Linked DNA regions of Mus musculus: all the other regions are linked to region 4. Evidence: chromatin contacts called from public Hi-C, HiChIP or PLAC-seq and promoter capture Hi-C data. All regions are on one chromosome and are shown on one strand. Each heading gives the region's core, a stretch centred on a gene start, on an enhancer-like site or on the middle of the called end of the contact. The rest is flanking DNA. Distances are from core to core; before and after follow the strand shown. Region 1 holds the start of Gimap9 (GTPase, IMAP family member 9). Region 2 holds the start of Repin1 (replication initiator 1). Region 3 holds the start of Lrrc61 (leucine rich repeat containing 61). Region 4 holds the start of Gpnmb (glycoprotein (transmembrane) nmb). Region 5 overlaps Stk31 (serine threonine kinase 31). Region 6 holds the start of Fam221a (family with sequence similarity 221, member A). Region 7 holds the start of Gimap8 (GTPase, IMAP family member 8).

Region 1 (3,767 bases), core at 190-2,689, 360 kb before region 4:
TCTCAAAAAACCAAAAAAAAAAAAAAAAAAAAAAAAAAAAAGAACAAGGGAGGAAACACCTAATTTGCATATGCAGACTTGACTGAAGTCAGGCAAATGTTAAGCCAGTTCTCTGGCAGGGAATCAGAAGCTTAACTGATTCTTAACTTAAAAAGTTGAGTAGGCCCATGCCTGATTTGGGTAGGGAGCAGCCACCCTCCTGCCCAGCTCTCTGAGAGAAGTCCAGGGTATGGGCAATGCTCTACCTACCATCTCTTGTCTGCCTTGGGAACCAACAATCTTGAGACAACTCCAACTGTTGAGGTATCTAGCTTCAAGGACTGAGTAATTACCAGGTTCTCAGCTTTCAGTTCAAGGTCATCCTCCACACACTGTGAGTTCAACTGTAGGTTGGGCTACCTGAGACTGTAATTGTTAGCATTCTGTCTAAACTCCACCCCACAATTCCCTGACAACAGCCAGGTAGGCCTCACCCACTATAAAAGGGGCTGCTTGCCCCCTTCTCCCGCTCTTGCTCTTCTCTTCTTGCTATCTGCTCCCTTGTCCCTTCCCCATTCCATCCCCTCGCCCCTGCCCCGCTCTCTCCACATGCCCATGGCTGGCCTTTACTTCTGTACTCTCTAACCCCTCTGCGTTTCTCTGCTTCTTCTACCCTCTTGACTTCCCTCCCCATGCCCTGAATAAACTCTATTCTATATTATACCGTCGTGTGGCTGGTCCCTCAGGAACAAGTGATGCCTTGGAATGGGACTGCTGGGACAACTCCTCCCATACCTCACTACACCTTCCATAGAGCATATCCCTCCTTCTCTCGTTATCTTTTTATAAACACATCAGTAATCTAAAAAAAAAAAAAAAAAAAAAAAACCAAACAATAATAATAAAAAAATATTTAGAAACGTTTGGCATTATAATAGACATACAGAGAAAAGGCTTCAACTTGACAGAGCTGAAGCACCTATTAAATTACAAGAAAATATTTCTGTTTCTTTAAAAGCAAATGGTTTCTTCATTGGCTCCTGTTGTAAGCCGGCCCGCGGCCTACATGAACGGGGTGCACCTGGGAGGCAGGCTGGGGCTGAAAGAGACTTAGACTGTGAGAAAAGATAATGAAGCCAAGACAAAAATTTCTCTGATCAGGCCCGCGAGTTGAGTTTACTAAGAGAGTGTGCTTATAAGGGGGAAGGCCCATCCCCACTGCCAGTTCATTCTCCGTGCCTGGAGCCATTCTGTCAGCACGCGGTCGCCAGGAATGTCTCAGGAAGACAGGTTCAGCCTCTGAGCAGGTAGCAGAAGAGCAGGGCAGTTGTCTCTTCAAAAGGAGCCAGCCTAGTCAGAAAGTTGCACCGCAGGTGGCCCCACCTCCGAGGCAACAAGGTCTGTACCCGCCCGCTTCAGGCTGGGGGGGGGGGGGGGGGAAGCTACAATTGGCTCCACCCATAGAACTTCCTGTCAGGGAATGAGGGAAGTTTTACTTCATAGTTCAGTAGAAAACTTGAACCAGGTCAAATTGGTTCCTTGGAGAGATCCTGAACTCTCATTAACTGTTGCAGAAGAAGGTGAGTCTGGCTGGAAGAGACCTGGAGCGAGGGAGCTGTGAGAGGGAGGGCGAATGGAGCATCTATGGGGGTGGAAGTATTGTGTCTGCACAGGGAGGAAGCTGCTGGGGGGAGGGGTGGAGGCTAAGAGATATAAGGAGATGAACTGATGCGTTGCAGTGTGTCTGTGGGGAAGGTCACAGAGGGCCTGGTGCCCTTTATAGAAAGTTCTGTGTCCCCCAAGGCAGGTTCGTTAGAGTTGGGAGAGAACTCAGATCATGTTTAATTCATTTTTTCTTACCTCAATGTGCTGACTCCTCTTAATTGTACAACAGACAGATTTGCATGTGTGGCTGTGTGACCCTTGGCTTGACGGAGGGCTGCTGAAGCCACAGTGTAGTCTAGGGGCTCCGAGTCTTGTTTTGCATCTTGTCTGTTGCTTTCTCTTTATTATGTCTCTGTAGTACACTCTGAGGTGAAGTGGTGACACTTCTGCCAGTTCTTTTGTTATGCAGGATTGTTTTAACTGTCTTGGGGGTTTTGTTTCATGTTTATTAACATGATAAGTGAGCATATTTCTGGCTTCAGTGTGATATTTAACTGTAATAATTAACATATTAACTGTGTACCAGTCAAAGCAGGGGAGATGAACAATTCCTCTCTCTCCCTCTCTCTCTCTCTCCCTCCCTCCCTTCCTCCCCCCTCCCCCCTCCCCCTCCCCCTCTCTCTTTGGTCTGAGATAGGGGTTCTCTGTATAGCCTTGCCTGTCCTGAAACTCACTCTATAGACCAGGCTGGCCTTGAACTCACTGAGATCCTACCTGCCCCTGCCTTCCTTACACTTTCTTTATGTTTGAGTCCTTGAATGCCTCTCCTAGGTCGTCATAAAATATATAGTAAGCTGTTGACCTCTATAGTCATCCTGGGCTTTCAGGTATTTGGCACAGTAACGATTTGGGCGCACTCATTTCCCAGACCTGGCATTGGGCATGAGCCAGGAACATCTGTTCCAATATTGGCATGAAGGCGGTAGCAGGACTAGAGACAGCCTGTCCATGCCATCAGGAACAGCCTAAATGATATCCAGATCATCAGCCTTTTAAAACTATAGAACACTGCAAAATTTCAGGAGAAAAGGAAAAAAAGAAAGGATCGGGAGTGCTTTCCATTTGTCTAATAGGTAATTTTCCTCTCTTCTCCTTCCTTAAGATCTGTGCATTCAGATCTTTAGAGTCAGCTTGCCTTGACATGGCTGGCCAGGGAGACACTGAAGTGAGGATCATTCTGGTAGGGAAGACTGGAAATGGGAAGAGTGCTACAGCCAACACCATCCTCGGGAGACGTCAATTTGATTCTAAGATTTGTGCCAATGCTGTTACCAAGACCTGCCAGAGAGCATACAGGGAGTGGAAGGGGAAAAACCTTGTTGTAGTCGACACTCCTGGGCTCTTTGACACCAAGGAGACCATGAAAACCACATGTTTCGAGATCAGCCGCTGCGTTCTCTACTCCTGCCCTGGGCCTCACGCCATTATTCTGGTTTTGCGACTGGACCGTTACACTGAAGAAGAGCAGAAAACGGTCGCTCTGATCAAGGGTCTTTTTGGGGAGGCAGCCCTGAAGTACATGATCATCTTGTTTACTCACAAAGAAGACCTTGAGGATCAGAGCCTTGATAATTTTGTAAGTGATGCGGGTGAAAAGCTCAATAATATTATCTCCCAGTGTGGGAAGCGTTACTTGGCCTTTAATAACAAAGCAGCTCTGGATGAGCAAGAAAATCAAGTGCAGCAGCTGATAGAACTGACAGAGAAAATGGTGGCCCAAAATGGCGGATCCTACTTTTCTGACAAGATATATAAGGACATAGATAGCAGGCTGAACCATTGTCTAGAGGAACTGAAGGAGACTTATGCTCAGCAACTCACTAGTGAAATCGAAAGAATAGAAAAGGAATATGCTGCTAAATTAGAAAAAGGAAAGGCGGCACAAATTGTTTTTGCACAGAGAAATCATGATGAAAAATTAAGAAATTTGAAGGAAAAGGCTGAAGAGACTGTATTTATGTATATTTTCCAAAAGATAAAAGAAATTCTTTCAAAACTTTGGGACGAGTTGTGGTAAATTTTATTTATTTATTTTTATTAACGACATTTGTTTTTGACAATTTCATACAAGCACACATATAATGTGTTCTGAATATATTAATGACTTGCTTGGTGCTGGGAGC
Region 2 (3,682 bases), core at 63-2,562, 440 kb before region 4:
TGAGCAAATAGAAAGTCAGGCAAAGATAAATTCTCAGTAGTCATAGCATAAACTGGTTTAAAAAAAAAATCACACAAAACAAACAAGTCAGGAAACCAGCAACCCAAGAAGCAAAAATTGAAGCAAACAGTCATTTTAATTAAATTTGGGAAAATAGCCCATGTTGTCAAGGAAATGGAAAAAAATGGTCATTTCTCAGGGATAACTGATGAATCTTGTCTTTGACCATCTGTTTCTACCTCCAAAAGTTTGAACCTGGACATGGGTAATGAGACATTAATCTATAAGGACATAGGAAAAATATGTAATCGATTTGCATATTTATACAGCCATTAAACTATATATATATATATATATATATATATATATATATATATATGTTTTAATATAATATATAAGAGAACAACGAAATGGGAGAAAACTTACAATATCTTAAGTGAAGAGCCAGCATGTACAGTTGCAAGGGATAACCCAGGCTTCCCCAATATAAAATACTATTCAGAACACTCGAGTATGTCAAACACCGAATGTAATTGGCTTTAGGAGGCTAATATATGAGAGGGCTAGATGGCCCTTGGGAGAGATTTTAAAAGTGTTTTTTTTTAAAATAATTGTACAATTCAAAGCTTGTCTCTGTTGAAAGCATGAAAGGACACGAAATTGCACTGGTCTGGAAGTTCCAAGATGGGGTTCTTTTGGAAAGCCAAGGCCACCTGCTAGTGGGTGGTGAGTCATGGCCACAGGCTTGCACCTGCCTCCGCAGACGCCACACTGGCTGCTGTGCGTTTCCAAGGGTAAACGACCCATTTGTGCCAACAGCCACCTGGGCCCGGCCTGCATCTCTAGAGCTTAGGCCACTCCGGATCTTAGTTGTGGGAATAGAGGGCCTTGCAGAATTCACAGTTGCGGGCCATTCATTCTTCATCCAGATGCGCTCTGTTGCCGTGGTGCTGTGTTCCAGCCCTAAGCTAGAGCGGACTGGGCAAAGCCCCAGGCTCGACGCCAGGAGAACCGTTGGTGCCCTGTCTAGTTCTCTCTGGCTCTGAGTTTTGAAAAAGACAGTAAGGGTGGACCAAACACAGTGACCACAGCCTGGCCACAAGGTGGCCCAGGGGCGAGCATCCTTTTCTGGGCAGAGGGTTAGGAAACTGAAGCTCGGGCCGGTGGCCAAACCGGAGCTGGTGGCTGCCATGGCGATGGAGCCGGGGGCCCTCCCTGGCCTTGTGCCGGAGCGGCAGTGCAGCGGGGTGACCTGGCCCGCCCCGCCCCCAGGCCGCGGCCGCCTAGCCGAGACTGACCCTCCGCAGCTCCTGTAGTCACGTGGAGCTGGGAACCCAGCGCGTGGGGGGAGGTTGGGGACGGGCCTGGCAGTTGTGAACTCGAACCTGCCGCTGTCGCCGCTGCGGGGCGGGGAACCGGCCGCAGAGGCCGGCCTGGTGCTCTATGGATGGGCGCTGCGTCCCTGGAGGGCACGCGGGAGAGGTATGGGTCGAGTAAGGGCGCAGGGGCCACCGAGGGCGTGCGAGGGCAGCTCCACCTGTGGGGCGCGTGACCGTGAGTGTGTGCGGCTGTGGGGTTCGCGCGCGCGCGCGGAATATGAAAGGGGGGGGGGAGTGTTGAGGCGCGGGGCGAGCGCACCTGCGCACAGGCTCCGCGGGCTGCGCTGTGCGTGGGACCCGAGATGGCCCACTGGCTGGTCCGAACCGGTCCAGCGAGCCAGCAAATGTGGACGGAGGACACGCATCTATACAAAGGGGGAGTGTGTGGGCCTGCTGCCACCCGGGGCTGCCCTAGATGACCAAGGAAATTCTGGAGAGTCCTGGGCACTCTGGCGCTCCCTGCGTAGACCCTCGGGAGACAGGCCTGGAATTTATGTTGCGCGGAGAGTGGGGGAAGGGGAGGCAATAGGGATTCCAGAGTTACTGCCTAGGCAGCCCTTTGGCCACTGAGAAAGAGCCTTGCAACAGATGGAGGAGGCTATTCTTCTGGGGCCCTACCAGGCTAGGAGGTGGCCTCCAAAGGCAGCACTGTGCTTCCTCAGTAAAGGGTCATGCTCATGCTTTATTTAGTTCAGTGTCCGCTAGGTCATTCGACCAGGCTGGGTATGGAGTTCAAGGCTGAACTCTGTAGCCTTGAATCTGGGAGAGACTGGGTGATGACACAAACCTGCCCTGGCTTAGCGCAGAGCCTCACACTCGTTCTTTTCTCTCCCTTCCCCAGGTAAGGCTGACCTCTCAGCAGTTAGAGGTCTGAGCTCTGCCATGGGGATAGGGATGTCTTTATTGCTACAGTTTTCTCTGTCATCCGGGGGCTACCGAAGTGTGGGCCGAAGCAGCCGAAGTCTCCCCAGGAACATCCCCAGAAGGAGCTGGAAAAAGCCTCACCCCCAGCTCTTCAGTCTTCAGGGTAGAGTTTGGCCTTTCTTGTGCCCTCAAACCAACCCATAACTCCAGCGCTCATGTCTCCTATACTTGCAGGACAGGGATGTACTGGGGAAGGAATCCATTCTCCTATCATGGAGTCTTCCCTGGGTTCAGGCGGGGGTGGGAGTTGGGGGTTGGTGGGGTTGAGTCATGTCTGTAGTCCCCCAAAAGAGAGCAGGCTGTAAAGGAATTCAGGAGGTTTTGCCCGGACAGAGGCCACGAACAGACATGAAAAGGTCCCTGGGAAGTCTTACTGCCACCCCTGAACTGACTCTGTGTAGGAGGCTCTCAGGAATCTGGGTTCCCCTGTGGGGTATAGCTGAAGTGGGGCAGTCCTTGGCCCGGTTTGGGCAGGACCAGGCAAGGGACAGAGATTATGATCTCTTCTTCCCACCCCTTTCTTTACCCCAGTAATCCCTAGCCCCCTTAAGAGATGCTGAGCCAGGGTTCTCCCTCACTCCAGGGGAGGGGCAGCAGACTGTGGGTGTTCCTTGGATTGAGAAGTGCTTGCCTCTCCCCCCTCCCCCCAATGTCCCAGTTGCAATTGCTTGGGTGTGGGTGGAGAAGGGCTGGCAGGCAGACTGTGGGTAGTCTGGACAGGTGGTGGCCTGGTGTTAGTCTGTGCTAGTAGAGGCACCTTGCCCACCTCCCAGGTCTGAAGAAAGGCTGTTTTCACTTGCTCTCCAGGCTTAGAGCTGAGCTGGGGAGGCTGGAAGTACCTTCCTCAAGGTTTTAGTCAGATGGTTTTTGAGGAGATCTCCACACACCTAGGTGTTAATGCGGAGCACACAGTGGCCTGGGTGTTGACAAGATCCTGTCTTGTGTGTCCGCCCCAAACCTCCCCCCATCCCGTCCTGCCCCCCCCCCCCACCTTTGGTTTGCTCATCGTTTACAGTATCACCTCAGGCAAGTCCTACCACTGTTTTATGCCCCACACTTGCTTCATGTGCCAATTAGGGAGCTCTGGTGTGGTAGAAGAAAGTGCTTGCCACAGGGAAAGGCAATAGGGGGGTTGCGATATGTAGGGTACAGTAGGAATATTCAAGAATATTTTCTGTAAGACCTCCTGACACAAGGTAGATACTATGGGAGAATCCCAAGGAATACCAACATGTCTCCCTTCTAGAAGTTTCCAGGGCAATAAAGATACAAAGCTATTCCCTAAGATAGAACCGTGAGGGCAGTTCCTAGAGGGAGGCGTTCTTCTTCCATGGGGTGGGAAGGGAGAAACTGGGAGCACACACTGGCCTGGGGATTGA
Region 3 (3,796 bases), core at 967-3,466, 480 kb before region 4:
ATAACATGCTCTGTGTCTTCCTTGTGTCATGGAGAAATGAGCACTCCACTTTTGAAATAAGTGCTAATTCCACCTAGCGAAAGTAATGACCACCAACTCAAATTTTTTGGTTGAATTAAGCAAGCTGTCTCCCTAAAGTGGGGTTTGAGAGGACAGCTCTGAACATAGGAAAATTGAGGTATTTTTTTAGTAGCCCCAAAACTTCAAAGATAGGGGATTCCAAGGATTTTTGGTTACATAGAAACTTGGCAGAACATCTCAAAATTATTTGGCAGAGCATCGTATATTATCAGGGTGGAGGTCTCGGTATAAGGGTGTGGAAAAATTCCAGAAAAGGGTCAAGACAGGGTCAAATCCAAGTTTTACAGCAAACAGGAATGAACTTTCTTCCACCTTTTAAGGAGATGGCTTCAGTAGTTCTTAAGTGACTTGCCTAAGGCAGTCCTAGGAGCTGTCCATGGTGGTGGCACTTTCTTTCCTGACTCAGCCTACCACTTTCATGAAATACCAGCGCAGGAGCTGTCCACGGTGGCGACACCTCTTCTTCAGACTCCCAAGAAGCTCAGCAGTGATGTCGCCTCAGCCATGGGCCCAAAGCAGGGAAAGGGAGGTGAAAAATGCCTCCAGTCCCTGAGCAAAAAAACCCACCAATCCCTGAGCTTCCCACAAACCCCCACCAATCCCAGAATAGGAAACCTCACCAATCTCTGAGCTCTCCAAGCTCAGGACTTGAAATCCCACCAATCCTCAACCTGGAAATCTCTGCCCTGAAAAGCTCCATCCATAAGAAATCCTATATAAGCCCTGCCCTTTGTTCAACAGCCTTGCTGTCTGCTCCTGGAAGCAGAGGCAGCCACTCCTGGATTTGTCCCCTCTCTCCCTGGACCCTCCCTATTTTGTTTTTTTTTTTGTTTTTGTTTTTTTTTAAATGAGATTTGATTCCTGATGTGATGTTTTTGTTTTTGTTTTTGTTTTTTAGCATCAGAAGAAGCAAAGAAGCAATGAAGAGAAGTGGAGCGGGGCTGAGGCTCCAGAGCTCAGCTGGGTATACCCTTCCCTGGGAGCTGCAGTGCCTCTTGCTGAGGAGGCTTCCTCTCAGAGCTATGTGGTTCCTGGGCTCCTGTGTCTCAGGACGCTCTTCTATTGGGACACTGTCCTACCTCTGAGCTGTGTGGTTCCTAGGCTACCATGTCTACCATTGGGACACTCTCTCTGCTAAGAGTTGTGCGGTTCTTGGGGTTCCACACCTTCCTAGAAGGAACATTTATAGCTTCTAATCTTAAAATAGACTCAGGCTGGTCCATCACATGGAGAAGTTCAAGGGAGATCAAATGGATACCGGGCACCATTTGACGGATTAGAAAAGCTAGGTCACCACTGGCCTGCAGCCTAGCACACTGAACGTCATCAAACACGTATTCATTAAGGACTTTGCACTGTGATACAGTGCAAAGATGTGAACAACAACAAAACTGTGCCTATACTTAGCCAGCCCAGGCTGGAAGGGTGTGGACTGAACTGGGATTGCTTTGTCTGAGTGCACAGAAAGCATCAGGAGATGGAAAACCCTCCCAATGTAGACATTTCCAAGTGGCCTGTGAAAGAAAGTGAGAGGCATTCTCCCCTGTGCCTAGTTAAGGTGACCTCTTTATCCGTTGGACAATGTCATTTACAAAGGTGGCAGTTTGCGTTGGTGACATCTCTGGGGGCAAGGCCTTTGGGAATATCACTAGGCAGTGCACATTTATCTCAGGAAACATTCTGATGTAGTTTTCTAAAAATACGGGTAAGGTTCCCACAAGGGGTCCTTCTTATCGTTATTGTGGCACCTTTTGTCTGCAGTCCTAGGCGGTGAGCATGACTGCACCGCTGTGAGGGGCAGGGTTCGGAGAGGGGTGGGCGAGCACGTACCAGGCACCGTTTATCGGGTTAGAAAATCTAGGTCACCACTGGCCTGCAGCCTAGCATACTGAATGTCACAGAACACATTCGTTAAGGAACCATAAATGCCTTTCCCAACGTCGCTCTGTCAAATGTGCTAATGACCAAACTAACAGGAACAAAATCCTCCAGCAGCACTGGCCGCGGGTTCCAGCACAAAGAGCTAGAAGCTCCTCTGGTTGTGTAATCTGCGTCACTTGCGTACCCTGCCAGCCGCAGCGCGTCCCTTAAAAACAACTTTTTCTGCGTCGCACCACTCCCCGCCCCTTCCGGCCTTTCGCAGGTTCCGGGTCGGCTGGGCCTGCGCCAGAAACCGAGTTGCGTGTTCTGTTTGTTTGGGGGATGCTGGATTCTTCTGGAACCGCCCGCGGTTAGTGGCCACGCCCTCAGCCCCAGGCACTGCTCTGAGTGCAGTTAACAGACAGAACGCTTTAACCGGTAACAATCGCGGCCGGTGAGGTGGGTGCTGCCTTGGTGGCCAGGAGACATTAGGATTGGATTTCCTATCCCACAATCACAGCCTCTTGGTATACATAACAACAAGGGTTCCGCTAGTGTGATAGATTATTTTAAAAGAGCAGCCGTAGAGAAAAAGGCGGAAAAAGTTTTGGTCTTGTTTATTCTCGGTGAGGGAGCATTTGTCACAAGATATGCAAATGGCAAAAATGCCTACAAAGGAAGAAGGATGCGGCCCCTTATTGGGGTCAGAAATGGGTGGAAATGACTTCAGTAGTCCCCAAAGGAAGCTGGGAAGTGTAGTCTCCCAGCAGGAACTTATCCGTGGCTTTTGTCACTTTGGCTATGTGAGCTCAGAAGATGGCGGAGTGTTGTTTAAAACATCCTCCACTGTTGTGCCAGGGAAAAGTTAGTGACCCCCCCCCCCCCCCCGCCAAACACACACACACACACACACACACACAGGAGCTGATCTGATGCAACTCACAGCAGGGTCTTTATTCTATTCGAGCTAGCTCAAGCCCCCCCAATGCACCACCCTCACACAGGACGGTTTTGGTGGGGGAGGAGCCCCGAATGTCTATGTGGCAAGGCTTTATAGTAAGCACCAAACATGGAATACGAATGCGAGCATCTAAATGGAAAGCTACTTTGGCCTTTAATATAACTGGCTGGTGCTGGGAGTCACATCATAAACTTAACTTCTGCTCCCCTCTGCATGGGTGGTCATTAGGCAAGGGTTGGGCTTGCAACCTGGGGTGCAGGTTTGTTGGGGGAATAACCAGGAGATACTGGTCTTGTTAGGGGTGTAACTTGGAAACTCTGCTCTTGTTGGGGATTAGCCTAGAGACGAGCTAGGCTCAGGTTTTGTTGTGGGGACAACTTGGATACTAATGCTAGATACCGGCCTGTAGTCTACCTGAGTTCAAGCTTAGGTCAGATTCTCTAAAATGGAGTCTGAATTTAAAAGCTTTGGCATCTCACACTGACTGGCTTAAATTCTCTGGTTGTGTGGGAGACTAGAGCTCCTTCTTCCCCAGGTGTAGGAATGTGAGAGGAGAGGAGGCTGGCAAGCTTGCACAGAGTGGGACTGTGGAATGCCCCTGGATGTATGTTTGTGCGGTGTAACAGGGTAGAATTAGGGAGCCAGGTCCCATCTGGGCATGCTCCTGAAAAGGACTGACAAAATAGTCAAGAGAAAGTTCTAATCTAATCAGCCAACACAGGGTACATGCTGAGGCATCTCCTAGTCCAGGTGAACAGATGCCAAAAATTACTCATCTGCAGGTTGCTGGTTTTACAGCTATGTGGCTTCTCTGGGGGACGCATAGGCTTTGGACTGTGGACAGTTATCATTTCCCACGACCTCCCTTCATTGGCTTGCACGCCTGCAGGCCAT
Region 4 (3,443 bases), core at 731-3,230:
TTGTCAAAAGCAGATTATCCTATGTATAGCTCTTTGGAATCATAAACTTCCTTTTAAAATGTTCCAGGTATGAGCGATTTACCTTCGTGAATGTTCGTGTACCACAAGTCTGATGCCTAAGGAAGTCAGAAAAAGGTGTCAGGTCCCTTGAACTGGAGTTACAAATGGCTGTAAGTCATCGTGATGGTGCTGGGGATTGAACCTAGGCCCTCTGCAAGATGAAGTGGAGGGAGAGGAGGAGAAGGAAAAATGGGGAAGAGAAGGAAGAAGAAGGAAGAGGAGGAGGGTGAGATGAGGAGAAAGATGTGGAGGAGAGAAGAAAAGGAAGAAGGGGAAGAAGAGGAGGAAGAGGAAGAAGAAGAGGAGATGATAGTGATGATGGTGATGATGGTGATGAAGATGATGATGAAGAAGATGATGTTCCCATTTCTTGTTCATTTCTGCCTAGTGGCTACCAACTCTGATGATGGGGCAAGGAAGGCACAAAGTAAAAGATAATTTAATTGTTGCAACTTCCTAAACAAAGACTTATTGAAGAAGAGCTTAATATCCAATTTACTTAAAGACAAAGATCACTTATCTAACCAAAAATGCAAACCAGAACTGTATCTGCGACCAAGGGTGCTAACACCTCAGGTGTTACCAGGAGGTTTGCCCAAAGTTGAAAACTTGTTTCAGTTTTTACATTTGCTTGGGGGTTGGGGATAAGGGCACATGCCACGGCTCTTGTGTGAAGATCAGAGGACAACTTGCAAAAGTTAGTTTCTTCTTCCCACCACACAGGTTCCAGGGATTAAACTCAGATCTTCAAGCTTGGTAGGTTAATGTCTTCACCTACTGAACAAGCGTACCAGCACAAAAGCTCGCTTTTCTGATTTTTTTACTTTTGTTTTGTTTTTGAGTCAGGGACTCACTCTGTAGCCTTAGCTTCCCTGGAACTTGCTAAGTAGGACCAGGCTGGGCTTGAACTTAGAGACATCCAGATGCCTCTGCCTCTCTAGTGCTGGGACTGAAGGAGTTCACCGACATGTTTGTTTATTTTACTTATGAGTACATGGTAGCTGTCTTCAGACACACCAGAAGAGGGTGTTCATTTTTAATTGAAAGGTTACATGTGTGTAAACAAGCAGACAGAGCTCTGTATATGATTTATGTTACACAAAAGCAGTTCTTTCCCTTTCTCCTCTGCATTGGAGACTTTTGCTTCTTTGTGGTTGCGTCCACTTCTGCTCCACGTGGTTTTCCCCCACAGGAGCTCTGGTCCCTGAATTACAATGGACTGTAAGTCACTGTGTGCCACAACCAAGACTTCTCCTGCCCAGAAAACAGTCTTAGGGATGTGTCCTGACAGTGAGAGGGTCACAGGGCCAAGTTTCCACAGTCTACAACCAGAAACAGCTTAATCACATGACATTTATGTTCCAGAGACGGGTGATTTCACACCTAATGCTTGCTCTTTGGCAATACAAGTGTGCTTCCCACAAGTCGCCTGAAGTTACTTGGAGCAGCTATCTTAGAGAAGTTACCAAAAATGATGCAGTTCGTTCTGGGCATTCTGCAGAGCCAGGTCGATATGCCAGAAACTTTAGCTTTGGGGTACATTTCTCCTCTGCTTGAAGCCCGTGGGCTGTCCCGAACTTGCAATTTCTGACATAGCATGCAATGTTTGTATGCATGCATGCACAGCACAGTGGCATTGACTGAAATGATACCTTGGATCTGTCTGTTCTGGGGGAAGAGAACGCGGGCTGTCCAGATTCTGGAAAGATGTTTCAGTGTGAGTACCGAAGTGACACAAAAGAGAAACCACAAAGTCCACCAACGACCAGGTTTCGTTTGGTAAAGAATGTCAGAACAGGATGTTAGAAAGCTCCCTTTAAGCTAGGAAAGATGGAGGGGGAGGGAGAGAAAGGGGGGAGGAGCAAATGTGGCATCACAAAATGAAAACACCGTGCATCCGAAGTCAATAAATAGATGCCAGGGGCAAGTGACTCATGAGCACGAGTTGTTAAGCGATGGAATTTGGGAGATCAAGCCACACTGCTTAAAACATCACATGATCTCCCTCTGGCCCCGTATTTCATAAAACAGAGCGGATCGCAGGAGGCCGACACTGTGACTCCTGGTGGATGGGACTGGGGAGTCAGAGTCAAGCCCTGACTGGTTGCAGGCGCTCGGAGTCAGCATGGAAAGTCTCTGCGGGGTCCTGGGATTTCTGCTGCTGGCTGCAGGACTGCCTCTCCAGGCTGCCAAGCGTGAGTCCCGTCCTCTCTGGGCGCTTACACTCGTTGACCCAAATGATGGGCCAGGCCCTTTGACTGGAGTTTGGGGGTCCGCAGACAGGGTCTGTTCCAAATGCTGGGAGTGTGTTCTTTGCTTAGGACTCACGGAGAGCAAAAGCCACGAGGCCCCTGGAAGCTTTTTCCACTCTGGCCAGATTGAGGCTGGAAGGGGAGGACAGCCTGTACCCCAGAATAAAGCAAGTCTCCCAAATCACCCTTATCTGCTTCCTGCTCACAGGGCGGAGCTCTTAAATGAGGCTCTGGCTAACTTTGCGGAACTCCCCCATCCCACCGCATCCTCTGCTCGCTGCAGGGCCAACTGCTGCTTCAGTGCAGATACTGAGGACTCTATGCAGATACTGAGGGGCTCCACCCTGGGCGGATTCTATGGCAGGGGCCCTACTAACAAAGCTTCCTAGTGAGTGGCAGAGGCATCTTTCAGTGTTGGACATACTGGTCTAGCATCCTTGTCCTGACCAGGGTGTAGCTGTCCTGTTCTTAGCGGAGCTAGTGAGCAGGGGAAAGAGAAGGCCCCTCACTTCCAGGGGCCGGAGACCAGCCCGGTCCAGAACCTTGCCTTACCCCGAATGTGGCCGCCTGGCTGGTTGCCAGGCAGTTCCAAAGGAGAGGAGTATCTCGTCACCCCCTGCCTTCTCTTGTGCAAGGCAGGTCCTCGGGTAGGTTGTCCTGGCTGGGGTGGATCCCAGGCCAGGCAGAGTGGAACCGCTGTGGTCCCTGCACCCAAGAATTGCCAGGCAAAAGGGCAAGCAGCCCAGCCCCATCACAGCCGCGCCCCGAACCAGGGATCCTCAAAGCCAGTGATGCCCCAGACTTGGGGCGTCCTGCCTGAGACTCCACCTCTGAGTTTGGATTTTAAACCCAGAGATGGCAGGCAGCGGGTTGACAAACGGAACGGCCCATCTTGTGTCTAGGTGTGGTGCCTTCACAGAGAGAGGGGACTCTGACCTTGGAATTATCCAGTTTCCCCAGATGAGAAACCGGGCCACAGGCCACAGAGAGGGCCAGGAATTCGCTCAGGTCACACAGAGAGCAGGCAGTAGGGAAGCATGCCACCTCTCCCTGGCAGTTCTTCCTGCCAGGGTTTGGGATAGGACAGACTTGAATATGTGCCAACTGCTAGGCTGGGCCATGAGTGAGTTA
Region 5 (3,718 bases), core at 113-2,612, 380 kb after region 4:
ACAAAACCTTTTCCAGTGAATGGGCAGGACAAGGCAACTTCCGGAACTACTATCTCATAACAGATCAGTGGGTTCCAAAGATAACCTTGGTGAAACACCTGAAAGTCAGTTGTCATCCATCCTCAGCAAGTGTCAGGTGAGCCTAGAAGTTCACAACTAAGATGATAACTAAGGTTGAAATGAGCAAGGTCTAATACAGCATGGAAAGGTTCCATCAATTTGCTTCCTCCAAAGATCAAGGTCAGGTACAAAGCATAGATAGGAGGTGCTAACTTAATTTGTTCTCTGTAATCCTTGGCGATTCTCTCTGAACTATTATGTTTACATGACCTGGAGCCTGTTCTGGGAGCCTCCCTCATTTCTCCACACCTGATCAACTCAGTGGATTTGACTTAGTCGGCTCAGACATACTCAAGGCCAAAGGTAAATGTGGCCCTGCTTTCCCGCTGCACCTCTGGCTCACTAGGTCAGAGTGACCCTGGGTTGGCACATGCCTCCAGCCTCCCATTCACCATCCCTGGCTGTCGGGGCAGTTCTAGCTGGGCGAACAGTCTACACCCCAGCTTTATCTTTTGCTGTGTCCCCTCCTTGGTCTGGGGGATCACCCACTCCTGGGACAGGCTTGTGTGCTTCATCTGTATTCTGTCAAGGATGTCTTCTCCTTAGGCAGATGCTCCTTAGCACACAATGCCTTTCTATCAGATTTTTCCTTAGCAACCCTAGCTCAACATAAATACTACTTCACCTAGAAGAACCTAGACAGGCCTCTTTTTCTGCTTAACCTTAAAAGAATATTTCTCCTTTAGCTTCTTTTATTTTTCAGATACTCTTTACATGTTGGTCTAAGTTACTGACATCTGCCATAGCCTTTCTTACTTTATAAAGATCTTGCTACACCAAAGGACTCAGCAAAGACACTAAAGCTTGATACTAGCCTTGAGGTCCCTTTGCTTAACTTCTCTGTGAACAGAGTTCTATCTGGGCCAGTGAACTGGGGTTCAAATATAGCCTCCCTATTCTTAGTTCCCTTAATAGTACCTTCCTCTTCTCTACGAACTTCCAGTTTTTGATATTTATGGAGACTTTGGATAGAGATAACTGTAGGCTACTTGAACCGGGTTCCTGAAAGGGAGGCTGGGGCTGCATGGGAGAAAATGGTGAGAGAAATAACGAGACCAAGACAAAGATACTGATCAAAGCCCAAAATTTACTTAAGAGTCTGAGCTTATAAAGTGGGGGGTGGGGTGGGGGGAACCCATCCCATCCCCCATCACACCAGGATCTCCTTTCATCTGGATAGAGTCAGGAGAACAGGTTCAGCATCTCAGCAGGTAGCTGCATCTTGGAGAAAATGGCAGAGGTGGCAGAACAATAGACCTATCTAGGTTGGAAGACTCCACCCTAGGTGGTCTTGTTCATAGAGGAGGAACAGGTCTGAGCCAGCCTGCTCAAGGCTGGGGGAGGCTACAATTCCTCCCTAATTATATAATAAAAATTAGCTGTACTGGGACTTAAAATTTACTTATGCTCCATGGTCCTGCCTGGGAATTATGGTGGCTGGCGGCCACGCATGTCTTAGGATTGTGGTCTTCAAATAACTTATTCTTATCCATCCTCGGGAGCATGTGCAGCTTGTTTGTGTTTATTTGCACAAACACAGCTCTGTGGTGTTGTTATGTACATATGTATATATAGACTATTAGTATATAAATTAAAGCTTGATTTTTCAACATTTTAAAACACTGGCTACAGCACACAATTTAATTATCTGTGCTGAAGCAGGAGGAAACTCAAAAGAATAAACATGTGATCCAATCACATATACTTTTCTCCCATAGAAGGGCTGTTTTTAAATACAGTAGATGTAGTCTTTATGGGATGCATGCATGCATAAATTTACAGAAAATACAAAAGCATGCATAGAAGCAATCTTTAACAACTTATCTTTTGGATAATAATTATCAGTTTTACCTAGAAAGTCTATGCAGTAGGCCAAATATCAATATTCTGCAATAACCAATTTAATTGCTGTTTGGAACAAAGAACAGATGCCTCGTCAGGTTTTTAAGACACATTTTTGTTGTTGTTGTTGTTGTTTTTCTAAAATTCCTTCATGATTTTATCTTACAATTCTTTATTAGCACCACAGCAATGTCATAATAGGATGTTAAAACTTTACTTGGAGATGAAGAAAGATGATTTTACATTAATGTTCTCTTTTGCCAAAGAATTGCTGTGGGCACACTGAGTAACAATAACTAAAATAAGCAGCTAATATTTGATTACCATTGATTAAAATTGATAACAATTAATTATAAAAGCTTCCTCTACTTTCTGCAAAGCCTTTTGTTTCTCACCAGTTAATTTGCCTCTCCGTTGATAACATCCAACAAAGGCTTAAGTCACCTTAAGGCATTAAGGTAAGGTCTTAGCCAATTAACATCTCCTGGAAGCTTTTGAAAATAATTTGAAGTAAGCAAATCATCTTTTCTTTCTTAAATTTTCTGTACCACAATCTTTCTAGGATAACTAAGACCCTAAATATTAAAAAGATATTGCCTTTGAATATTTTCTGGCTCATCAGCTACTCTCCAGAACTTTAAAGCTCATTGTGTGAGAGGAAAGAGTTGAAGTAATATATTCCATTTAAGAAACAATATACACTGAAGGATTCAAAGTCTTATCTTCTTATATTGAAGTAGAGACAGAAAAAAAATTTTTTTTCTTATATAACATAAGGCTACTAGCCATACCTAGAGGCAAAACTTTCCAATGATCACAAGCTCACTGGTAGCAAACCCTTTACAATGCAAAGGAAAAAACAACCTTCCAAATCTATAATAATTCTATATGTACTAGGCAAGCCAGATTGTAATGCCTCTATAAGCTCTACAGCCTCATTGACTTTTCATAAATCTAAAATTTAAACTTTATTTTGAATAATACCTGGATAGATCTGTAATAATGTTTTAGCTTAAAAATAATATTCCCCAGAGGCAAGGAGAGGTGAGGTCCCAAGAACTTCCCTAGGCAGGGTTTGCAAAACAGAAGAAATGCCACACAAGCCTCTCTGAAGCTCCCCTGAGCTTTGCATTAATTCAAATGTAATTATTTCTTAATCTGAGCATACTGCCTGAGTCCTGGCCCAAACAAAGATTATTCCTCTTGCAGTGAGGACAGATTCCAGAATTTTAAAGTTTCTTTTGCAATATTAGAATATAACTATAACTTTTGGAAAGCAAAACCCAATTTTAAACAATTTTTCTTAAAAATCAATACCAGAAACATCACTTTCACATTACAAAATTTGGCTGCCAATTTGTACATATGAATGCATGACAGTGCAAATTTTAATGATTTATTAAAGAGACATTGTTTTAAATCTTATCTCTTATAAGTCTACTTTCTAGGATAAAAATTACATAAAATATTATCCCAATTTAGAAGTATCCTTAGAGGTCTAGTTTCCTGGGCTGGTTTATGCCACGTGTGATTGTTTAAAATGACTCTAACCCTGAGTTACCAATTTTAAGCTAACTTTCTTGTTACCAATGTTACACCTTTTTAATCATACCCAATAACTTATAAGCCAATACTTTGACCAAGACATGCAGAGCATGTTTATTGTTAACAAGAATTAAGGTTCTCAACAGTAAAAGTTCCTGGTAAAATGAAGTCTTAAGATGCTTTCCAATCTCAAATACATTTTATTACACCT
Region 6 (3,283 bases), core at 555-3,054, 330 kb after region 4:
CATATGGAAAGACTTATGGAAATTCAACACTTTGTATGCTAATTAAAACACTTTTAAAAAGGATTTTGAATGACGGGCTAATAACAATAAGAACTTTAAGAAGTTTAACACTAAGAACATCCCTTACTTATCCAGGCATTTGGAAGCAGAGGCAGGAGAAGCCCAAGTGTGAAAACAGACTTGACCGCATGGTGAGTTCTAAATTAGCCAGGATCATATAGCGGGTGAGACCTCTCAAAACCATCCCACCCTGACCAGGCCAGGGATACGGCTCAGTTGGCAGAGCCCTGAAGTAGAAACACACTGTTGGAAAACAGCCACAGCTGACCTGCTGCATTCGAGTTGCTGTGAACCTTGAATCTCTAAAAATCCAATTATCTGTTAAACAAGAAGATTAAAGGATGAGAAATTTGGTCCATAGAGAGCTACAATGTTTGAGAATTCTTTTCTCCTGAGTAACGGTTAATTTCTTACTCCTTTTCAGCTTGCCAGAACAACTTATAGCTAAATTACTAACGGATGATAATTCCATTTTTATATAAAATGCGTGGAGATTCTTTTTAAATGTTGAAACAGACTTATCTTGGAGTCAGGTGTATAGTTTGGCAGTACAGAGCTTACCTAGCAGCTCAAAGGCTTTGTGCTCCTACCCGGAAGGCAAGAACTTGGCTGAATTGTTTCTGCTTGTTCTTCCTTAACCTGTTATTTTCTTTGGAGAACATTTTTTTTTCCTTGTCACTTGCACTGGTACTCAGGATTGCTGGTTTTATATTTTATTATTTTCCAGTGGCATCGAGACTTGAACCCAGGGTCTCAGTATGCTAAACTCATGCTGTCCAACTAAGCTTCTATGCTCAGTTCTCAGCCTCAACCGTAATACTGAAAACATGGACGTTGACACCCCTCCCCCACACTTCAGAGATGTACTGATTCGAAGTGTGTGATTGTGAATGGGTGCGTGCAGCAGTGTAAACAAGCTCTGAGGCCAGTGGGCAAGAGGAAAGGGTTGGGTGTCTTCCTCTATCATGCTCCATTTAATCCTTTCATGTAGTCTCTCCCTGAACCCAGGGTTGGGATTTTCTTGTCTAGGCTGAAAGCCAGCAAACCTCATTGATTTTTCTGTCTCCACCTACCTTGAAACTGGGGTATTAAGAGTCTGAGATGCCTGGTTCTTTATGTGGGTGCTGGGATCTGAACTCTGGTACTTATGATCGCACAGCAAGCACTCTTAGCTACCGCTCCAAGTGGCCAATTCTCCAAGACTACGTACATTTCGAGAGATTGATTAAATGGGAAGAGGTATATAAACCCTGTTTTGAGAACCCATTGTATCCTGGCACTGCACTTATTCTTAAGGAGACTCTGGGAATGAAGCAGTGAAGAGCACGAAGTTTGAAGTGGGCAAACAGCATCTGTTTTGCAGCCTTGGGCTATGCAGGAGAAGCCAATTTGTAGGGCTCAGGTAGCGGTAGGGTGGCGAAGCTCAAGCTAAATTAAGCTCAAGGACCCTTAGAGGATCGCCAGGTAGACTGTGGGCCACGGAAGCAATCACGAGGGTTGGTGGAGACGTTTGGCCTGGAGCAGCAAGAGGGGCGGGGCAAAGCGGGGCTTGGCCAAGGGGCGTGGCACAAGGAAGAAGAGGGGCGCTAGGACAGGCCGGATGCTAGGGTAGAGCGGGAGCTGGGGAGAGGTAAGGATGAGGGCGGAGCTAAGTGGGGCGGAGCCCAGAGGAGGGGGAAGATTGATTGGGGAGGAGCTGCGGGGAGAGGACGGGAGCTGAGGGGGACAAGGGCGGGACTAAGCGGGTGAAACAGAGGGGCGGGGCCCAGGACGGGGCGGGGCTAAGGGGGCGGGACCGGGCAGTTTCTGGCGGCAAGGCTGTTTGTTACTCGCGCAGGTCTGGTGGATCCTGCCTGGCAGCTGCAGGGCGGACTCAAGAGCTCGAGGCAAGGGCTCCTTTCGCTTCCCGCGGCCATGGAGCGGCTGACGTTGCCTCCTGGTGGTGCGGAGGCAGTGGACGAGTACTTGGAGTACCGGAGGTGAGGCCTTAACTCTGCTCCGCGGGGCGGGCTCCTGTTCACGGACTCTTGTCCGTCCGAGCACGGTGGGACGAACCCGGACCCAGCGGACGAACGTACTAGCGCTCTGGGAGTCTGTTCGGGAGGCCTGGATTAATTTCACATTTCATCCTCTGTAATTAAATTTGCAGACACACAATTCTATTCTATAATGAATCTCTTCGGAGACCACTTGAGAGTCTCCTTTGCCAAAAGGGATGATTAACTACTTTTAAAATGGATCCCTTTTTGTTTCTCTTAGTGACAATTGATTTACATATTGGGTCTATAAAAGTTAGTAGATGTCAGTTTATACATCAATTCAGTGCTCTCCCAAACCAAGGGAGATGGTTTTTGGACTTAGCTTCCGAGACTCCTCTCTGGAAGCAGGGAACACAGCTGCTTGCTCCTTTGGCTCCACACACATCTGCCCCCAATTCCCATAGCCTAGGAGGGGTTTCTTCTTGACAGCTGGGAAACTGGGAGAATAGAGGTTACAGACGACTTGGAGAATGTGTGTGCACAAAGGAAAAGCCAGATGTATAGAGCTTCCCCCAAGTCATTCGTGGGGTGTCCAGGCAGTTGGGTTTCCCAGCATATTGCCCCAATAGTGTAGTTTTGGGTAATGCTTAGAACTTTCTGAAGATTCTGAACAGGAAATGTGAGATGGAACAGCTTGATCAGTCTGTCTTAGTTAGGTTTCTATTGCTCTATTGAAACACTGATCAAAAGCAACTTAGGAGGAAAGGGTTTATTTCAGTGTATAGCTTGTAGGCCATGATCCAGGGAGGCCAGGCCAGGGGCTAATGCAGTGCCCCTGGAGGGTGCTGCTCATTGCTTTGCTGTTCATGGCTTGCTCGGCCTGTTTGCTAATAGCATAGTAATAGTGAGCTGGGCCCTCCTACATCAATCAGAGGTCCTGCCACAGGCTTGCCCACAGGCCAGTCTAGTGTGTATGTGTGTCATTTTTTCTCAGTTGAAATTTTCTTATTTTTTTAAAAATTCTTTTTAAAAAGGAATTATTTATTTTTTGTATATGAGTACACTGTACCTGTCTTCAGACACACCAGCAGAGGGCATCAGATCCCATTACAGATGGTTGTGAGCCACCATGTGGTTGCTGGGAATTGAACTCAGGACCTCTAGAAGACCAGTCAGTGCTCTTAATGACTGAACCAACTCTCCAGCCCTCATTTGAGATTTTCTATTTCTGTATGACTCTAGCT
Region 7 (3,475 bases), core at 611-3,110, 390 kb before region 4:
GCAGAAGGGAAGTGGGGGTTTCCACAGCACATATTCTCCCTTGCTCCCACGGCTCGCCAACATACCACGGTGCTCACACCCCATAGGTAGTTTCACTGTGGCAGGCTCCGCGGCTTCCCTGACTTGAGACTGTGGGATCCTTGCAAATGTTCCCTCTTCTTTTTTGTTTGTGTTTGGAGACATAGTTTCACTATGTAGCTCCGGCTGGCCTGGACCTCACAGAGCTTCACCTGCCTCTGCCTCCCAAGTGCTGGTCTTAAAGTGCGTGACGCACAGATTAGCCTCTGTGTCTAACACAATTCATGGCCGTCGTAGACTCCTCCTTGCATGACCGCATCTTTCTCCTTATGCAATTTCTGTTAGTTTATAGTCCCACTTTGTCCTGTCCCTACTGAGAGCTAGGAGAGTCAGCAGGGACCTTTCAGGTTCTCATTTGCTCCATGTGTCGTTACACACGGCCACTAGAGGGCAGGAGACCCCATCCTTCCTTAGAGCCAAACCAGAAAGGCCGCAGAGCAAAATCATTCAGCAAACCAATCGTCGACCTGCTAAGTCACGAAGAAGTTGTGAGAAGCTTTAATTTCACTTTAAGCACTCTTCCAAAGCTTATTATTTCATTTAGGACGCCTGCCCTTCCCCCCGACCCGCCCCCAAGTCCATGGCTTCTCAGTTTTGGAGCAGCAAGAGCTTGCTAGCCCTTAGCTCAGCCTCACAGGCACCTGTATATCCTAGTCTATAGTTTTCACCTCAACATTTTAATTAGATGGTATTCTATGCACTGACCTGGTGCCCAGGGGAGGTGGGGACTGTTCTATGAGTGGACCTTCTTTATTAAGGTGAGGTGAGTGAATGGGAGGGGGAGGGGGATAGGGCAGTTTTCTTTGCCAGTGTATGAGTCTGTATGTGCCCTGTTCCCCAAATCCTTCAGGATCCTTATAGCATAAGCACACGTCACTTTAGACTTCTAACAAGGAAACCATGCTGTTCTCAGTGTGCCCCTTGCTTAGGAAGTACAGATCAGATTAGGTCGCTGGGACACAGTGAGTTCTGTGAGTCATATGAAAACTCAGGTTCAAACATTTCTGTGTTTTGCTAGCTGGGGGAAAGCTTTTTCTCATCTATGAGGGAGCACTTTATTCTGGGAGAAAGCAAATGGTTCCTTTGTAGTTTTATCTACATTGTGTGATCAGTCCAGGCTGAGGGAGACGGTGGTGGGGATGAGCCAAGAGGAAAGTCTGCTGGGTTTTACTCCCAAACTGACTTCATCAAAAACTTCCGATTTTGGTCTTTGCAAAGAATAGACCTGATCTAGTTTGCTTTTCTGTTGCTGCGATAAACATCAAGACCAAAAGCAACTTGAGGAGGAAAAGGTTGATTTCAGTCTACAAGTGATAATCTGCAGGAGAGAGGCCAGGGCAGGAGCTCCAGGCAGGAACCTGGAGACAGGAGCTAAAGCCGAGACCATGAAGGAATGCTGCTTACCTTTCCCTCTGGCTTGCTCAGCTGCCTTTCTTACACAGCTCGGGCCACCTGCCGAGGGATGACACAGGCCACCCTGACGGACTCTAATATAAATCAGCAATTAAGAAAATGGCTCTCAGGCATGGCCACAGGCCAGTCTGTTATAGGCAATCATTCAGTCGTGTTTTTTTTGTTTTTTTTTTTTTTCTACCCAGATGACTCTAGGTCTGTGTTACATTCATAGCTGAAGCTTACTAGGACAAGACCCAAGTAGGCCTTTCTGTTACCATCTTTGTCTGTAGCAGTGTGAATGACTGTGCTCCCACAGCCACATGGTGGCACCCAAGGGCATCTCCAGAAGACCTGTGCCTTTGTGTTCACACCGGCCCCTCCCTAAGCCCCTTCCGTGTTCATCCTATGTGCTCTGAGCTCCTTCTCAGGCTCTACTGATGTAAGACATGCTTCTAGAAACCTCTTTCTTCCTAGAAACATTTGGAAATCCTCCTGCCAGGGAGACTGGGGTGGCCTGGTAAATCTTTAACTCTCCTTGTGTGGCTCTTGGCCCTCTTTAGGATTTGCTTCCACTGACCTGAGGGCAGAGATGGCGACTTCATCCCACCAAGGAGCAGCTGCAGGAAGCCAGGCAGAGCACAGAAGCTGTGAAGCATCAGTAGGACAGGGGGAAAGACCGAGGTATGTTTCAGAGGTGTGTGTGTGTGTGGGGGGGGTCTATTATAGCTTGGGGGGGGGTGATAAGTTTAGACTGTGGAAGGCAGTCTGCCCTGTGTTGGGTTGGATTTCAAGAGCTGGAATTATGTCACTCCAACCAGATCCAGTAGGGATGTACCGTATTTTTCCCAAGAAAGAATGTGGAACAGCTGCCTGCCAGGAGGTCTGTGGGGAAAGGCTTCACACCTAAGGAGGAAGAAGAGGACAGAAGTGTGGCAGACAGGGAGGTTCAAGATCCAGCAGGGAGTGTCTCAGGGGTTGGACTCCCAGAAGGAAGTCACTGGTTGTCACTGGGACTGTTGGTCTCCTGGAGAAGCAGATGGCAGTATCTATGTCCTATATTCTCTCTTCGAACAATTTCCAGTCCTTTCACAGAAAGATCCAGTTAGTCATGTATTGAAGGAAGTCTTGAGTTTATGTACATTTAATCCAAACTGGCCCTCACCTGCTAACTCCTTTTCTTATGCTGACTGACTCACTGTCTAGGACTAAACGTCTTCCCCCGCTGGGCTCTGGAGGCCTCTCTGATCTCTTTTCTCTGGGACCACTTGCACCTTGATGTGGGATGAATCACAGAAGCTCCTTCCAATGGTTGAACTCGTGGTACCCTTGGGCAATATCCAGGGAAGACAGAGCGGGACTCACAGACTTACTCACTCAACTGCCAGGATAGGGTGATGATTGTCTTTTGGTGGAAACATTTTGCTCTTTGTAGCCAAGACCTCTGTGCTAACAAAGTGTAAGATCTTGGGGACTGGAAGCAAAGATTTTGCTGAGGTCAAGTAGTGTCGTTCCCATTTGATTTTTACCCATGAATTGCTGACCCATGAATCCTGCTATAGAGAGATGGCACTGTATACTTTGATATTACCAGACCCATGTATAGTCCCTATCCATGTTACTGTGGCCACTGTGATGAGATTGTTGGCTGATGATCAGGTGACTGGGGAAGAGGATGACTGGCACCAACAGAATGGGTCACCCTGTCAGCTTGATGATCAAGCTCTTCCTTTGCTGAGGTCAGTTTTTGATGGGCATTCAGAAGTTCTCTTGCTTGTCTTCCTCGCAGTCCTTCCAGACACCTCTTCCAGACCGATTTCCCAGCCATGTTGTTTCCAAATCCACACCATCCAGCCAAATGGTTGGCTGGAGCCCATGGGTTGGTAATAGTTGCACATCTGACCATTTCTTCTTTTAGTGTAATGAACAAGGTGCGCTGCTCAAAGTTCTGCCCCATGGGGAGAATATTCTTCCAACGTGTTCTCAAGAGATGCCCAAGCCTTGG

The links. Promoter capture Hi-C pulls out the DNA fragments that hold promoters and counts their contacts. A called contact is a pair of places that touch in the nucleus more often than the background predicts. HiChIP or PLAC-seq counts read pairs in DNA pulled down with a chosen protein or histone mark. Capture Hi-C pulls out chosen DNA fragments and counts their contacts.
Region 1: an H3K27ac HiChIP or PLAC-seq map of embryonic stem cells shows a contact between it and region 4, with 2.6 times the contacts expected there. The contact joins the promoter of Gimap9 here to the promoter of Gpnmb in region 4. A contact is called at or near these places in 2 of 115 datasets of contacts at active chromatin or transcription factors (embryonic stem cells and memory CD8 T cells).
Region 2: a contact with region 4 is called in a promoter capture Hi-C map of the HPC-7 cell line, with 3 times the contacts expected there. The contact joins the promoter of Repin1 here to the promoter of Gpnmb in region 4. A contact is called at or near these places in 2 of 39 promoter capture datasets (the 3T3-L1 cell line and the HPC-7 cell line), 1 of 115 datasets of contacts at active chromatin or transcription factors (embryonic stem cells) and 2 of 9 other capture datasets (adipose tissue and pancreatic islet).
Region 3: a contact with region 4 is called in an H3K27ac HiChIP or PLAC-seq map of bone marrow-derived dendritic cells, with 2.9 times the contacts expected there. The contact joins the promoter of Lrrc61 here to the promoter of Gpnmb in region 4. A contact is called at or near these places in 2 of 115 datasets of contacts at active chromatin or transcription factors (bone marrow-derived dendritic cells and memory CD8 T cells).
Region 5: a contact with region 4 is called in a promoter capture Hi-C map of embryonic stem cells, with 2.8 times the contacts expected there. The contact joins the enhancer-like site here to the promoter of Gpnmb in region 4. A contact is called at or near these places in 8 of 39 promoter capture datasets (the C10 cell line, cranial neural crest, embryonic stem cells and 5 more), 8 of 484 Hi-C or Micro-C datasets (the AML12 cell line, B cells, the HPC-7 cell line and 5 more), 13 of 115 datasets of contacts at active chromatin or transcription factors (the 230-238 cell line, embryonic basal ganglia, embryonic limb bud and 4 more) and 2 of 9 other capture datasets (adipose tissue and embryonic stem cells).
Region 6: a contact with region 4 is called in a promoter capture Hi-C map of liver. The contact joins the promoter of Fam221a here to the promoter of Gpnmb in region 4. A contact is called at or near these places in 11 of 39 promoter capture datasets (3T3-L1-derived adipocytes, the C10 cell line, the HPC-7 cell line and 7 more), 3 of 15 datasets of contacts at CTCF or cohesin (the NIH/3T3 cell line, embryonic stem cells and large pre-B cells), 8 of 484 Hi-C or Micro-C datasets (the G1E-ER4 cell line and embryonic stem cells), 22 of 115 datasets of contacts at active chromatin or transcription factors (the 230-238 cell line, CD8 T cells, acute myeloid leukemia and 12 more) and 3 of 9 other capture datasets (adipose tissue, liver and pancreatic islet).
Region 7: a contact with region 4 is called in a Hi-C map of pro-B cells, with 3 times the contacts expected there. The contact joins the promoter of Gimap8 here to the promoter of Gpnmb in region 4. A contact is called at or near these places in 5 of 39 promoter capture datasets (the 3T3-L1 cell line, 3T3-L1-derived adipocytes, cranial neural crest and 1 more), 3 of 484 Hi-C or Micro-C datasets (B cells, embryonic stem cells and pro-B cells), 1 of 115 datasets of contacts at active chromatin or transcription factors (memory CD8 T cells) and 1 of 9 other capture datasets (embryonic stem cells).

Annotation. Positions count from the first base shown.
Region 1 is chr6:48,674,696-48,678,462 of GRCm38.p6, forward strand. It overlaps Gimap9 (GTPase, IMAP family member 9), which reads left to right and starts at 1,440. Exons shown (of 2, transcript NM_174960.2): 1 at 1,440-1,559; 2 at 2,747-3,767. The coding sequence starts at 2,786. The coding sequence ends at 3,661. Gm46958 (a long non-coding RNA gene) reads right to left here and starts at 2,114. Exons shown (of 2, transcript XR_001785233.2): 1 at 1,840-2,114; 2 at 1,137-1,329.
Region 2 is chr6:48,592,571-48,596,252 of GRCm38.p6, forward strand. It overlaps Repin1 (replication initiator 1), which reads left to right and starts at 1,313. Exons shown (of 3, transcript NM_001079901.1): 1 at 1,313-1,482; 2 at 2,221-2,406. The coding sequence starts at 2,262.
Region 3 is chr6:48,552,583-48,556,378 of GRCm38.p6, forward strand. Lrrc61 (leucine rich repeat containing 61) reads left to right here and starts at 2,217. Exons shown (of 3, transcript NM_177736.3): 1 at 2,217-2,400.
Region 4 is chr6:49,034,538-49,037,980 of GRCm38.p6, forward strand. It overlaps Gpnmb (glycoprotein (transmembrane) nmb), which reads left to right and starts at 1,981. Exons shown (of 11, transcript NM_053110.4): 1 at 1,981-2,255. The coding sequence starts at 2,186.
Region 5 is chr6:49,411,864-49,415,581 of GRCm38.p6, forward strand. The region is part of intron 6 of Stk31 (serine threonine kinase 31); the gene reads left to right. Among named protein-coding and RNA genes, the nearest start is that of Stk31, 18 kb to the left of the region's middle. Within about 2 kb of position 1,363, at least 8 of the 459 cell types and tissues checked have an H3K27ac peak or open chromatin away from gene starts, as enhancers often do. A contact at or near this core is called in embryonic stem cells, where this site is marked.
Region 6 is chr6:49,365,935-49,369,217 of GRCm38.p6, forward strand. Fam221a (family with sequence similarity 221, member A) reads left to right here and starts at 1,805. Exons shown (of 7, transcript NM_172727.3): 1 at 1,805-2,039. The coding sequence starts at 1,975.
Region 7 is chr6:48,645,374-48,648,848 of GRCm38.p6, forward strand. It overlaps Gimap8 (GTPase, IMAP family member 8), which reads left to right and starts at 1,861. Exons shown (of 6, transcript NM_001077410.1): 1 at 1,861-1,912; 2 at 2,034-2,154. The coding sequence starts at 2,063.